Regions from separate parts of the Mus musculus genome. Here region 2 is linked to region 1. The links are chromatin contacts, called in public promoter capture Hi-C maps. All regions are on one chromosome and are shown on one strand. Each heading gives the region's core, a stretch centred on a gene start, on an enhancer-like site or on the middle of the called end of the contact. The rest is flanking DNA. Distances are from core to core; before and after follow the strand shown. Region 1 holds the start of Nepn (nephrocan). Region 2 holds the start of Gcc2 (GRIP and coiled-coil domain containing 2).

Region 1 (7,372 bases), core at 3,695-6,194:
TGTGCATCTATGCTCTCAGTGCTTTGAGACAGACAGGAGGCTTCTGGGGTCTTGCTGGTCAGCCCATCCAGCTGAATCAATGAGATCCAGTTTCAGTGAGAGACCTTGCTTCTAAAACTAAATTGTAGAATTACAAAAGTCACTTACGGTCACCCTCTGGCCTTTTCTTTATATGAACATGTGTGCTTTCACACACACACGTGCACACACAAATTTTGTAAAACAAAACAAAACAAAACAAAACAAAACAAAACAAAACTCAAATTCTATGGACTCCGGGAGGAATGCTGTAACTGTAGATGACTTTGAGGGTTAAGATAATTCATTATTTACCTAGGAAATTCTAAAAGCAGTTGCTTTTCAAACACCTTTGATACATGCAACAGAGCATATCTAAATAGATTTTTATACTGTCTAAGGCATAGACATATTTCTTAATCCACATTAGTCTTTAAAATTTAAATAATATGTCTTCAACATAGAAATGTTTATTTAGCAATATTCTGTCTTGTTTATTAAGCTCAGGATAATTTAAGGTTTAAAATTGTTTTCTTCTGTTCTACAATTAAAGGGTCTCAGATGCTATATTTTGTACGGTGTATACAGACTTAAAGCATGACAAAAGTTTTCAGTTCCCATTTCTTTGTACTGTTAAGACTAACTTTCAGTTAGTCTTTAAGCCCACACTCTTCATTTACCGTCCCCCACTGCTCATTATCTAAGACCACTATCTATCAATGGCTATCAGCATTTACCGGTCATTGACTCTTTCTCTTTATTCACTGTCAACTTACTGTTTACTTCCCAGGTTGTCAGTCTTCATAGACCAAACACAAACTCCCGCTCATTAACCTCCTTTGCTATGTTTCTAATAGATTACTTCTATAAGACCCTTCCTGAAGAGGAGGTACATTTCTAAATACATTTTCTTTGCTTTGTACTTCAATTTTTAGACTACACGAATGCATTGACAGAACTACTTATGAGACTTGCTTTGTAGCCCAGGTTCACTATTCTTCTGCCTCAGCCTCTTACGTGCTGGAACTGTGGGTACCACTATTCCCAGCTGTCTTCATTTTATGAGAGAAAACAAGACAAAACAAAAAGAAAAATGAAGTGTATTTTTTCTGTTTTACTTTAACACCTGTATTCAGCATGTTTCAGAATAAACTATTTTGAAAGAACTGTATATGCATTAAAATATCCTTAAAGTATTTTTTAATACTAAGAAGTCTATGTGTTTTTTATTTTTGTAAAGCTTTCTGTTAAGTTTATGGTCAGATTATGAGCCAGATCAGGCCTGATATAGTAAGTCAATTTCTTTTCTGGACTTAAATTTTCTATGGATAGTAGTGAAGAGGTTATTCAGAATATTATCTCTGAGCTTCCTTCTCATGCAGATATCCTGTGACACTAATTAAAATTCATCAAAATGTCAGAAACAAGAGTTAAGTCCTCCATTTAACACATCAGGAACACTCACTTAAAAGCAATTTCTACAGAGTTCTTCATGGTGCCTTTGGTGATAATTGCTCCAAAAATAAAATTTTAGAGTAGAGGCCAATTATTTTTGATCTTTGGTTTTTAATAGATCAGTAAAAGTCAATATTCATTTGTGTTTCCTGTAGTTTTTTCCTTTTTTTTTTTTTTCAACAATGGCAATACTGACATTCTGGACTGTAAATTCCCCCCCCCCCCCCATGGGTGACATTTGTCCCTATAGGGTGTTTAGCTGGATTATCTTTGCCTATTACCCACTAGAAGCCAATAACACTGTCCCTTCCCCTATAGTTTCATGAGAACCAGAAGTGTTTTACTTTGCAGGCTGTCCCAGGAACGGCTCGTATGCTATTGCTCTTGATTCTGGTCATAACTTAAGAACAACTTGCACACTGTGCCCAAAGCCCTTGAAATCCTGCGAACAAAGAAAAAGGAACTCTTTGCAGCAGGAATCCACTTAGGTGGCACCTACCTTGATTTTTACACAGAGCAGCCACATCTATAAAGGAAAAGTGATGGTACCTACATCAGATATCTGAATAGGACCTGGGAGAAGCTACTGCTGCTGGAAGCTCAAACCACTGTTGCCAATGAGAACTCTACCAATGTCAGGCTCATCTCGTCTCTAGGAACGAATTTCAGTGAGCTTTATTGAAATATACTGCCTGCCACTGGAGCCATTCCTACTGCTGGTAGCTTCATTCCTAGGCCCTTTATTAACCTTATTCAAGCAACTTTCCAGGTCACATGTCTTCTAGTAGTGACAGGTCCAAAGATGAACCAGCAACCCCTCACAGAGGCATCTTTTGTACATAGATCCTTCTCTGCAATGTGAACATGGCCATTTCATGTAGCCAAAGAGCTCCCTCAGCTGCAGTGTTGCAGTGAGTGATGGCTTGAGACGTTCCGTGATGCACAGCACCATCTCCTGTAAGCCCTCGTGAGAAGTCATACCCCATGCAGGTGAGAAGGAAAGGGAAGGGATTGCAAAAAGGCAGTGGTCAAGGAGAAAGGCCAGGGGGTAGGGTCTGTGGCAGCTCCTGAATTTTCTGTGACTACTCCCGAGGTGGAAGACAGATCTGAAAATATGTAGGTGGCTGCTGGGCCTGCCCAGGAAAACTGGAGGGCTAAGGCACTGACTGGGCTCGGGGACTGGCTACTGAGCACTGGTCTGTAACTCTCACTGCTCAGGCCACTAGGTGACTGGGAACAACCTAGCCTTAAAATAAAAATAGGTTCTGTGGAGGAGAGTAAAAATAATAAGTCAGGAAGGAATCTGATGTAAGAAGCTGAACCAAAACCTAGTCCAAGCCCATTTCAAATCTGGAGGCGATTAGTTCCTTGAGACTGTGCCGAAAAGATTAAAACCTAGATTTTGGTGTACATATTGAATAGAGCTGTTGGGTAAATCATTGTGTTTCTGTGCTTGAGAAATACATCACATTCCTTGATCAGCATTTCCTTCCTCCACCCTCCAGGAAACCTGGTAAAAACATCAGAAGTGCTCGGAATGAACCACATGCCTTATTCTTGATCTTAGGCATTCAATTACTAGAAACCTGAGCCATGTATGTCTAGCTCTTGGTCAGAATGCAGAAGCTCCAGATGTCAGTAGAAAGGAGCTGAGCAGCAGGGGACTTCCTGCTGCTATTTCTTTTTTCTTTTAGACAGGGTCTTCCTATATAAAATAGACTTGCCTAGAACTCACAATTCTCCCGTCTCAGTCTCCTGAGTTGAGATTACGGTGTTCCACCATACCAGGTCTATAGCAACTTCATAGCACAATAAATACTGAAAGGAGCCTTCGATCTCCACATTAGATGCTACAAAATATGAAAGTAACTTAAAGTCATCTGTTTAGCAACATCCAGACGCACATAAAATGTGCAGTGAGCATTTCTCTTGTCTTTTCAAAGCCTAAGCCTAGAAAAGGGCTAGAAAAATGTTTAACTTTGTGATATAACTAAAGCTGACTTCCCTGCCTTCTTGCTATTTTTTGTCCTTAAAAGTTTTATTACATTTTGCTCTGTGTGTGTGTGTGTGTATGTGTGTGTGTGTGTATGTGTGTGTGTGTGTGTGTGTGTGTGTGAGAGAGAGAGAGAGAGAGAGAGAGAGAGAGAGAGAGAGAGAGAGAGAGTAGGGAAAGAGGGGGGAAGGAAGGGCACTTGCAGGTCAGAGGATAGCTTTTGAAAATCAGTTCTCGCCTATGAGTCTCAGGTATTGAACTCAGGTCATCAGGGTTGCAGGCAGCTGCCTTTACCCAAAGAGCCACCTTGATTGCCCTTTTCTATTTTCTTCCAGATTATTAAAATCAATTATACACTTTTTGCTTTAAAAACTTAAAAAGTAACTATTATTAGACAAAAGCAATAAGATATTTAAAGGCATAATATTGATGAAAAATATTTTATCATTCTTAGTCTCTGATAGAATACAGCCTAGCAAATAGAAAAACAAATGAGAAAGACACATAATACTGGTACCCTGAAAGTCAAATCAGTGGTTATTAAGTCAATGAAACTGGCCTCAAAGGGCAATCATATCATCTGAGCTCAGGGGTCCCTGGAGGAGCTTTTCTACAGCAAAGGTTTGCTCTGGAGCACTCGTAGAGGCTTGGCAGCATAACAGAGCTCAGTTCTCTGTTAAACACTCCCAAAGGCCCCAGCTCCAATGCCCTGTGTAGGACACAAAGCTACGACAGACAACCAGGGTACCTGGATAAAATGATCCTCTACGCTTACATCTTTACAAGATTTCACAACCAGCAAATCTCTGTGAAGAAAATAAAGAGCCTTTGTACCATTGTTGTTCGAAGTCAAATAGAGTCAACTAAGTGTTTTGTTTATAATAGACTTAATATTTTTGAATAAGAAAGATATTTTCCCAAAGCATTATGTTTGGGTGAATTAAGAGGTAGATAAACTAAGCTCCTTATCTGTGGTTCTAAATATTTCTCATTGCAACCCATTGTTTCATCTAGCAATAAAATGTCACCAAAATGGTAACAAATATCGAACCTGCCTATTTCCCCTTAATAATTAATGTGAGAAGAAAACACCTGCTAGCTTAGGTCCTGCAAAAATGGTTTTAATATAGGGTCACAGAAAATGCAAAGGTTTTATGGCCCACTATAAAACAGCTCTTTGTCTTTTTCCACTAATTCCTTAGTGTCACATTTAACAAAACTGAGGAAACTACAGATAATAGAAGTGTTTGCAGTTTAGACTTGCAAGCCATAAATAACACAGGGTTTTGTTCACCTAGAGATATTAAGGCAGCTTATCAATGTTTACGCCCTTCCTCTTTGTAATGATTGCTAACCCAGACAAATGGAACAAATGGAGTTACCCCCAACCCCCTGTCTTCTCACAAGGACAAGCACACATTCAAAAGATTCTGTTATCAGACTCCGTGGTATAAAAAGTAAGGTGTCACCTGAACAGTTGCTTGCTACTTGCAAACCTCTGTGTTGGACAATGCACCCGCTTTGGGCTTTTCTTTTGGGGCTCTCTCTTACCAATGGCCTCAGTGCAAACTGTCCAGGACGATGCAGTTGTGATTCTATGCAGTCTGTACAATGCTACAGGCTCATGGAACTCCCATCAGGCATTCCTTCCACCACCAAGAGACTCTACATTAGCCACAGCAGAATCCAGCACCTTCAGGTAATCATGTCATTTTCTATCAGAGTTGCTACAGTTTCTTTTTTTTTTTTGGGGGGGGAGGGTGTGGGATAAGTATGGGGGTTTTAACTTAAATCATTCTCACTGAAAAGTGTTAATTCTCAAGTTAAGCTTTTGTATTACCTGCTTGCTGGGCATCAGTGGGATGCTATGTGCCTCTGAATATGTATTTTTTGAGAACTAGCCACATACACCTTGCCCTGAAAGCCAGGATTTTGATTCAATTTTTATTCAACAATTGAGAAACTAAGCTGTGACAAAGTGCTCAAGAAGTATAAGCTCTTTCTTTTTTTTTTTTTTTTTTTTAAGATTTATTTATTATTATATGTAAGTACACTGTAGCTGTCTTCAGACACACCAGAAGAGGGAGTCAGATCTTGTTACAGATGGTTGTGAGCCACCATGTGGTTGCTGGGATTTGAACTCTGGACCTTCGGAAGAGCAGTCGGGTGCTCTTACCCACTGAGCCATCTCACCAGCCCGTATAAGCTCTTTCTTAAGGAGCACAATTGCCCTGCTTGCAACACAAGTCATACCAAAACAAAAAGCTTTTATTTTACCCCATAGGTAATAGAACAGAGTGTCATAAGAGGATAAGGTGACCTGGTAGAGCTGACTCATTCATACACATACACATCCAGTCAGGTGCCTGAACTTTGTGGAAACCTAGATGGAGATATGTGGTTTTAAATTTGTCAAACTGTTACTGGCAGTTCTCAGAACTTGAGATATGCCTTGAATTACAACATCTTGCTTCCATATCCAGAGGACCCTCGAAACAGTACTATAGATTCTTCTGATGTTTACAAGTTAAAAGAAATTTACTTTTGATTTCTGGTGCTTTGGAAGGAAGCAGGAGACAAAGGTCCCCTCTAGTTAGATACACAAGCATCTTAAACAAGCTACTAGCAGATCTCTGTGTCTCATTTTTAATAGCCTTGATGATGTGTGAAGGCTGCAATGGATAAGTCCTCTTCTAGATAGAAGGGTCTGTGGCAGTTCTGTTTTCCCTTCAGTTTTCACTGCTATTTACTCAGAGGTCCAAGCCCTGAGATAAGGAACTAGCTCTCTGAAAACTTGGGAGCTAGCCTCTCTCTGAGTGGGTTTATGTTAAGCTATCTCCCCTCCAAATAGAGGCACCCATGCACTTTTATTTTATTAAGAGTTTTTCACGGGAGTGTCTTCGTTTAACATAAATGGCATGGTGTTACTATTGAGGTTCAACAAGTACAATCATCCCCTGTGTTTGTTTTCCTCTTCTACTCTAATGGTACCTAATACCAGAAAGCAAATCTGACCTTGCCTGTTTGGTCTTAGCATTTAAACAAGACAGCTGGGTAAATGGGAGACACTTAAATATTTGTGCTGGGACCTAAACTGCCTGCTGACTCTGGTCATAATCCTATCCTGCCACTTTGTTGTGAATTGATGATTTGTCAAATTCCGTTATTGATTGAGTCAATTTGTCACCTGTTTGGGCTTATTGAACAGTAGTACTGCCATTTCCATGACTTTAACTCTGTCATTTGTCTCTTAGAAGGGCAGGTCATGTCAGAAAGATCGGTGAAAGAGGTTGTTTTTTTTTGAAGAAACAAAAACTAAGGTTCCATATTTCACTTGTATACAGTGGACACAATGCATATTCTACAGTGAATACAAGGTCTATTCTACTTTTTTAGTTTAGACTTAACAGAACTAGTGCCCATATGTAAAGAAAACTATCTTTGAGTAAATCTCAGATTATTAGTAACACAAATTTTATATGATTTAATTATAAACACTAATATATAAGTAGCACTTTAGTGGGTTTGTGACTTGTTCTTAAAATTTAACTGTTTAGGATTATGTCATTGAATGTCATGTTTGAGATTCAGGATAAAAGTCTGAAACATCTGCTTCTGCCTTTAGGATAAAAGGATTTTTAAATCAGATTTGCCTGTAAAAATGTTTACTTCTCTGAGATTCATATTTTTGGTCCATAATAGTCTTTCTTTTCCCTTTCCCCCCTCAACATTCTGTGCCTGGCCTCTTCCCTACCAGCTCATTGCCTTCTCTTCCACCCTAAGTCCTGGATCTTCTTGGGTGTCTTTGGTCTTTACGTCGATGCCAAGTCTAGTGTCCCAGTCTCGTGCCTTCTTGTTCTCAAAAAACGCAGCTCTCTTCAATTCCACTTTACCTCAGCCATCTTA
Region 2 (6,533 bases), core at 3,078-5,577, 5.9 Mb after region 1:
TGCAAGATCAAACGTCTCCATATAACTTTTATACTCCACTTCATTTAAGACTTTTCCCACTGACTTATTTCCCCATCCTCCAGTCCTCTCTATAATTTTTCCTTGTCAACCCCTAGTTCCTGTCTATTTACATTTTACTATATTTTATTATCTCCTTTCTCTTAATAGGTATACTCCCCAACAGCCTGTTTCTAATTACCTAAATACCACATGGATTCCAAGTTCAACACAGAAAACAAAAGATTTAAAGCTAGTAGCCACATATGAGAGAGAATATATATATACACTGTCTTTCTGAACTTTATTCTAGTGTAGTAGTTCTCAGCCTTCCTAATGCTGCAACCCCTGAATTCAGTTTCTCATGTTATGATGACCCACAAACATAAAATTCTATTCTGTGCAGCTTCATAACCATAAATTTGCTACTGACATTAATCATTATACAAATATCAAATATTCAGATGGTCTCACAAGACCCCTATGAAAGGGTTCTTTGATCACCAGACGAGTCTCCACCCACAGGTTGAGAACTACTGTTCTACCTTTTTTTTTTTCAAGTTTCATCCATTTATCTGTGAATTCCAAGATGTTCTCACACAGTTGAGTAACATTCCAACTGTGTATAGGACCACATTCTCCTGATCTATTCAACACTTGATGGAAATCTAGGTTGGTATGATTTCCTAGCTATAGTGAATAAAGTAGAAATTAGCAAGGATGCGCAAGTTATCTCCACAGTAGGATTAAAGTTCTTTCTTTATCTCCCCATGAGTGGTATTGTTGGGTTACATTATAGTAGTTCTATTTATAGTTTTGGGGAAGCATCCAGATGATTTCATAGTGGTTGTACTAGTTTATACCCCTTTCTGCACATCCACAGTAGTATTGCCTGCCACTTGTATTCCTGATCAGAGGCATCCTGCAAAATAGAATCTTGAATTCGTTTTAATCTGTGTTAACTTAATATCCAAGGACATTGAATAGGTTTTAAATGTTTACTAGATGAGCATAGGGGTATGCACCTTTAATCTCAGTGCTCAGGAGTCAGAGGCAGATCTATGAGTTCAAGGCCAAGCTTGGTCTACCTGGTGTATTCCAGAACAGTTTGAGCTATATAGTGAAACACTGTTTCAAAAAAAAAAAAAAGAAGTATCTTACTAGCTATTTGTATTTCTTTTTGTAATTTATTTTTGAGATTATAATTGTGGGAGCCTATGTACAAAAACTGTAAACTTACTGTGAATGATGGGTGGAGTGCAGAATGTTCTTTCACAAGGCTTCCTTCTAGAAAGAATTGCATGAACTATGATAAGTGAAAGCACTTGAAAGCAAGGACATGAAGGGGATACCCTGGCATGTGCACAATATCTGTGTGGGAATGACAAAGGTCTGGGAGAATACTCTTGGCCCTTGTCAGGTGGCCAAAGGTGATAAGATATAACACCAGGTGTTATTCTCTCAATGCACTTGTATTTGCTTAAGGTAACTATAAATGTTACCTCATGTCTTGCTTGCTTTTTTGAAAAGTGCTTTGTTTTAATTACTCTTAAACCTGGAGTCCCCTGGACATCCCATATAAATCTTTTCACATAACCTTCAATATGCAAAGACTTAGTCTCTCTGACCAGGGTAGGTTAGCAATAATTACATTTCTCCCTTTTCATTTCTCCCTCAAAACCCTTCTAATATAACCTTCTTTGCTCTCCATCAAATTCATGGATTTTTTCATAAGTTGTTATTGCATGCATATATGTACAAAATACATATATATTCCAAAATATAGCCTCTTTAGTTCATGTTACTTGTATTATGTTTTCAGGACTATTTGGTACTGGACAACCAACTCATGTACCCTTCCTTGGGAAGGACCACCTCTCTGATTCCCAGCTCTCCTCAGATACCTGTAGTTCTTTATGTGGAGTGGAGGCCTAATGCTCTCTTCTCTTCCCACTTTGCCATGTCCACCGATGTCATCCTTGTTCATTCTTGGGCAGTCATGTTGGTGAGATTACATTCTGGCATTACTAGGAGACAGAATCTCACACCATACTTCCTGATTCTCTGCCTCTCAAAATCTTTCCACCCCTTCCTCCTCAATTTTCTCTGAGCCTGAGGTGTGGGAGTATTTTGTAGCCAGATCCCTTGGGACTGAGCTCCATACTCTGAATACTGATAGACTGTGGGTTTCTTAGTGGCTCCACCTGTTGCAAAGAAAAGTTTCCTTGATGAGGGGTAAAGACTATACTCATCTGAGGGTACAAGTATTTATATTGCTGGGGGTTATGCTGGCTTAGTAAATTAATGGTTGTAGACTCTCCTCCAACAACCACAACTTAAGTAGCACTGAGTAGTTAGGTTGGTTTCCATGAGGCATGGCTTCCCTCTTGTTGAGCAGGTCTTAAGTCAAATTAGTCCAATGAAGTCCAAGGCATACTTGTCATACTGAACTCTGATTACCAGGCTGTGCTGGTGGATGTGGTTCAAAGGTGGCATAGCCGGAAAGGACTGTTGTTCCCTTCTCTGGAAGCTTACATGGTGCCTTCAGGTACCAAGAAACCTAGTCCTCAGGGAGCTTATATTCAAATCGGTGCTAGCTCAGGGTACTGAAGCTGTTCTTATTTCAAGGGGTAAACAATTGTACTCTCTTTTGGGAATAGTTTACTCTTCAGCTCTTTTCAAGAACCTAATGCTTTTTACCTTGGGCTATTTTGCTGTTCTCCTTTCTCTGAATACAAAGTTAGGAGACCAGCATGATACAAATCATGATGTTTCAGTCAGAGGGCAATTTAAGATTTAAAAAAAAAATGTATCTACAGGAAAATCCCACCTCTAGACCCAGCTTCTCACTGAATTTAAATAGTGCAAGAAACCTGACGAACAGAAGGAATTTGGTCCACCACTGTAAAACTGAAAAAAATAACTGTTCCTGAAGGATCAGAGAAATAAGAGAGAAGGCACACAGCCGCTTGCTGGGCTGTGTATTGGGACTGAGGACTGACAGGGGGTAATGATTTTCTCCCCTCACGGTATTACCAGGGAATTTGATGTCTTTATATTTTGTAAAGGTCATGCCATATGACTTCCAGAAGCCATGATCAAAACCAACAAAAACACCTGGCTTTTCCCATACGGAACTTGGAAAACGCTCTGGCTCTACTTGGGGGTGAGGGCCCAACTGCTTGAAGGCCTATACCTGCAATTAGTGTATGTCTACACCTGGAAGTAGACAACCTGAAAAACCTGCTGAAAAACACCCTCTCACCTATGAAAATACAACATGTTAATTAATATTCGCCACCAGCGGCCACTTGCTCTGTCCTCTAGTTTATGTTTAGGCCAGGCTTAACTATAGAAAAATATCAGGCATTATTTTAGGGTCTAGGTCAGTCTAAACGTGTTCTATTAGACAATAACAACGAAAATCTATATTGTAGTATCTTCCTTCTCTAGAGTCCTCTGGGGTTTGGATTGGTTTTATCTTCCTTATCTTGCCTTCATCCCCTTGTGAGCAACTACAAGGAAAAAGAAGGCCTGCAGGACTCTTGACAGAACCTGGAATCTCTTTACCCTGTCTTCTCTCATTCGTAACCACAAGGGAGGGCCCTCATCAGACTAGTCACGTGTACCTTCCCACACTGTGACCTCGATGGGTTCTTTGAAGTGAATGCTGGAATTCAGTCTGAGTTATCCTTTTTTATGCAACCAGGGTTACCAGTCTGTGGAATGCTGCCACCCACAGTTACTGGGGGTCTCCATAGCTCAAGTAATCTAATCTAGATAAATTTCACATACATGTCTAGAGGCTCTCTCCTAGATGATTCTAGATCCTTTCAAGTTGACAATATAAACAACACGAGAAGCACCTCAGCCGGCAAATTAATATTTAGCAATACAGAGACAGCATGCCAGCATTTTGAAACTCCTGAGAAAGTAACGGATTCAGTAATTTATTCCTTATTACTACTCACAGAGGAACCTATTTTGAACATGACAGAATTAAAGTCACCTATAAAACTATTTGTTTCACATATGCCTGCTAGTCGGGATAGTTATATTTGTAAAGCACATCTTTAAAAATTAGAAAACGAAGTGATCAAAGGAACGTGTGCTCAAACCTGTCACCTGGCACAGGGTAGTAGTGCAGGGCGACTCAGCGCGTTCCGGCACCGGCCAGGGGACCTGCGCAAAGACGACTTCCTCCCGGACACCAAGGAGGAAGCGGAAGTGCCAGCTCTGCGTAGCCTTGGAGACGCGGGGAGGCGTAGTCGCCTCGTAACGAGACCTTTGACCCGCGCTCGGCAGCCTCGGAGGCGGAGCAGCCGAGACTCCTGAAGAGGCGGTGGAGGCAGCCGCGGGTCGCAGCCGCGATGGAGGTAACGGTGGGCGTCGCGCCGCCCCGCTGGCCCGCTGTGCCGCTCGAGGGGTGGGAGGGCATGGGAGCACCCTGTCCCCGCCCTCGCGCCCAGACCCCCGCCGCGGCGCTTGGCATTGAACCTGGTGCTGGCTCCGGCCGTGGCGACGGCCCAGCTCCGGTCCCTACCGCCTAAAGGGGTCCTCCTCTGCACAGATTTGTTTGGCCGCGCCTTGTACCTGGAATTGGGATGAGCTCTTTTTATGGTTTGTTTTACAGGATTCTGCTCCAGATGCCGTAGCTGCAGCACCCTCCGGGACCCCGAAATCCAAGGTGAGGAGAGCACTCAGCCGCCTGGTTCCCTGTAGCGCATAAGGTTAATGAATCGGAAAACTTTGGCATGGGGAGAATTATTTAAAAAAAAAAAAAAAAAAAAAAAAGAACTAACCTTTCCTCAGGGAGTTTCATTTTAATTTACTTACAGATTTCCTGTTCTTTTTTAAATTTCCTGATGTGCGAGCAGTTTGTTTACTTCCTGCTCCTTGTTAGCACGATGCTGTATTTCAAACATTTAGCTAGTCTGTTTAATGAAAGTTTACACAGTGACACGAAGCCGAGGGGATTAGATAAGAGGCAGGAAGAAGCAAGGAACTATATCCTGTTGGCTCCAGCTCCAGAGTTGAGGGTGGAATAAGGTTGTTCTTACAGCACTGTGCAATGTTTTATGCTAAGTGATTCAGAAAGGTAGGGGCACAATTTATTACCAAAATGTAGTGTTTGAAGACTGATTTCTAGGCATTTGCTGAAGTAACAGATTCTTTCAGGTAAGCTTCCTGAAATACGTATCTTCCCTATTCTCATTCTGCAGATGAGGAAACGTTGTGCACAAAGATTAAGTAATTTTCAGTTAGTAAACCCTAATATTTTAGTTGAAGTCTAAATGTGACCCGATTCACCTGTGAATGTAGTTATGTTGTTAGCTTCCAACAGAATGAGTTCTACAGCTCGAGAAATCTTGAGTTCCAAGCCCTTCTTGTACAGCTAGAGAACTCAGTGTTCTCTGTAAGAGTTTTGTGCTGGGGTTTTGGTTTGATTTTCCATTCACCTAATTACTTTTAGTTATTGAAGTTACGTTTCTCAATTTAAAAAATGTGACTGGCTCAACTGTTTAGAGTGTCTCTCTTTGGTTTTCGGCAGACACTGTGTTTCTTTTGGTGGCCGTACTAAAAGCATGGGTTTTAAAACTCAATAATACGACTCCATCTTTCAGCTAGAAACGTTGCCCAGAGAAGATCTCATCAAGTTTGCCAAGAAGCAAATGATGCTCCTGCAGAAAGCCAAAGCAAGGTGTACAGGTACTGGGTTTAAATCAGAGCTTTTCAGTAGACCACCATGCCTAGCCCTGCAGTTGCCTTTGAATAAGTAAAGGAACAAATGAATTTTTAATTCAGTGTGTGTGTGCGCGCGTGTTTTGCCTATATGTATGTCTTTGTTAGAGTTTTGGATTCCCTGGAACTGTAGTTACAGTTGTGAGCCACCATGTGGGTTCTGGAAATTGAAGCCAGGTCCTCTGGAAGAGCAGCCAGTGTTCTTAACCACTGAGCCACCTCTCCACCCCAAGAGGAATATCTTTTTTTTTGAGGGGGGTGGGGGTGGGGGTTCGAGACAGGGTTTCTCTGTGTATCCCTGGCTGTCCTGGAACTCACTCTGTAAACCAGGCTGGCCTCGAACTCAGAAATCCGCCTGCCTCTGCCTCCCAAGTGCTGGAATTTAAAGGCGTGCACCACCACCATCCGGCTGGAATATCTTTTTAATAGTAAAATGAAACCCTTTTTTACTTCGTATGAGTTGTAAATTTTTCTAAATTAAATATGTCTTTTAGAGAAATCAGCTGAAATGTAAAAGGCACAAGGTGTAATCCTCCAGACATTCTGGGAAGTTGGAAGTATAGGCACATGCTGGAGTTGGTCGATGCCCCATTTAAGAACTCTTGAATTCTCATTAACTTAAAATTTTAAACGCCAAGGGTTTGTTCTTCTTGTTGTTTTCCTAACCAGAACAGATAGAGTTTATTTTTAGAAATTGAAACAGTTTGTACTCAAGTAATTTATTTGGGGAGATGACCTAAGCTTTGGAACTAGACCTGTATTGATGAAATAGATTAATACACGTGTTTGATAGA

What was found. Promoter capture Hi-C pulls out the DNA fragments that hold promoters and counts their contacts.
Region 2: a contact with region 1 is called in a promoter capture Hi-C map of frontonasal cranial neural crest. The contact joins the promoter of Gcc2 here to the promoter of Nepn in region 1. A contact is called at or near these places in 1 of 39 promoter capture datasets (frontonasal cranial neural crest) and 1 of 484 Hi-C or Micro-C datasets (CD4 T cells).

Annotation. Positions count from the first base shown.
Region 1 is chr10:52,386,664-52,394,035 of GRCm38.p6, forward strand. It overlaps Nepn (nephrocan), which reads left to right and starts at 4,945. Exons shown (of 3, transcript NM_025684.2): 1 at 4,945-5,165. The coding sequence starts at 4,977.
Region 2 is chr10:58,251,199-58,257,731 of GRCm38.p6, forward strand. It overlaps Gcc2 (GRIP and coiled-coil domain containing 2), which reads left to right and starts at 4,328. Exons shown (of 23, transcript NM_027375.2): 1 at 4,328-4,373; 2 at 4,631-4,684; 3 at 5,622-5,706. The coding sequence starts at 4,368. It also overlaps Gm9919.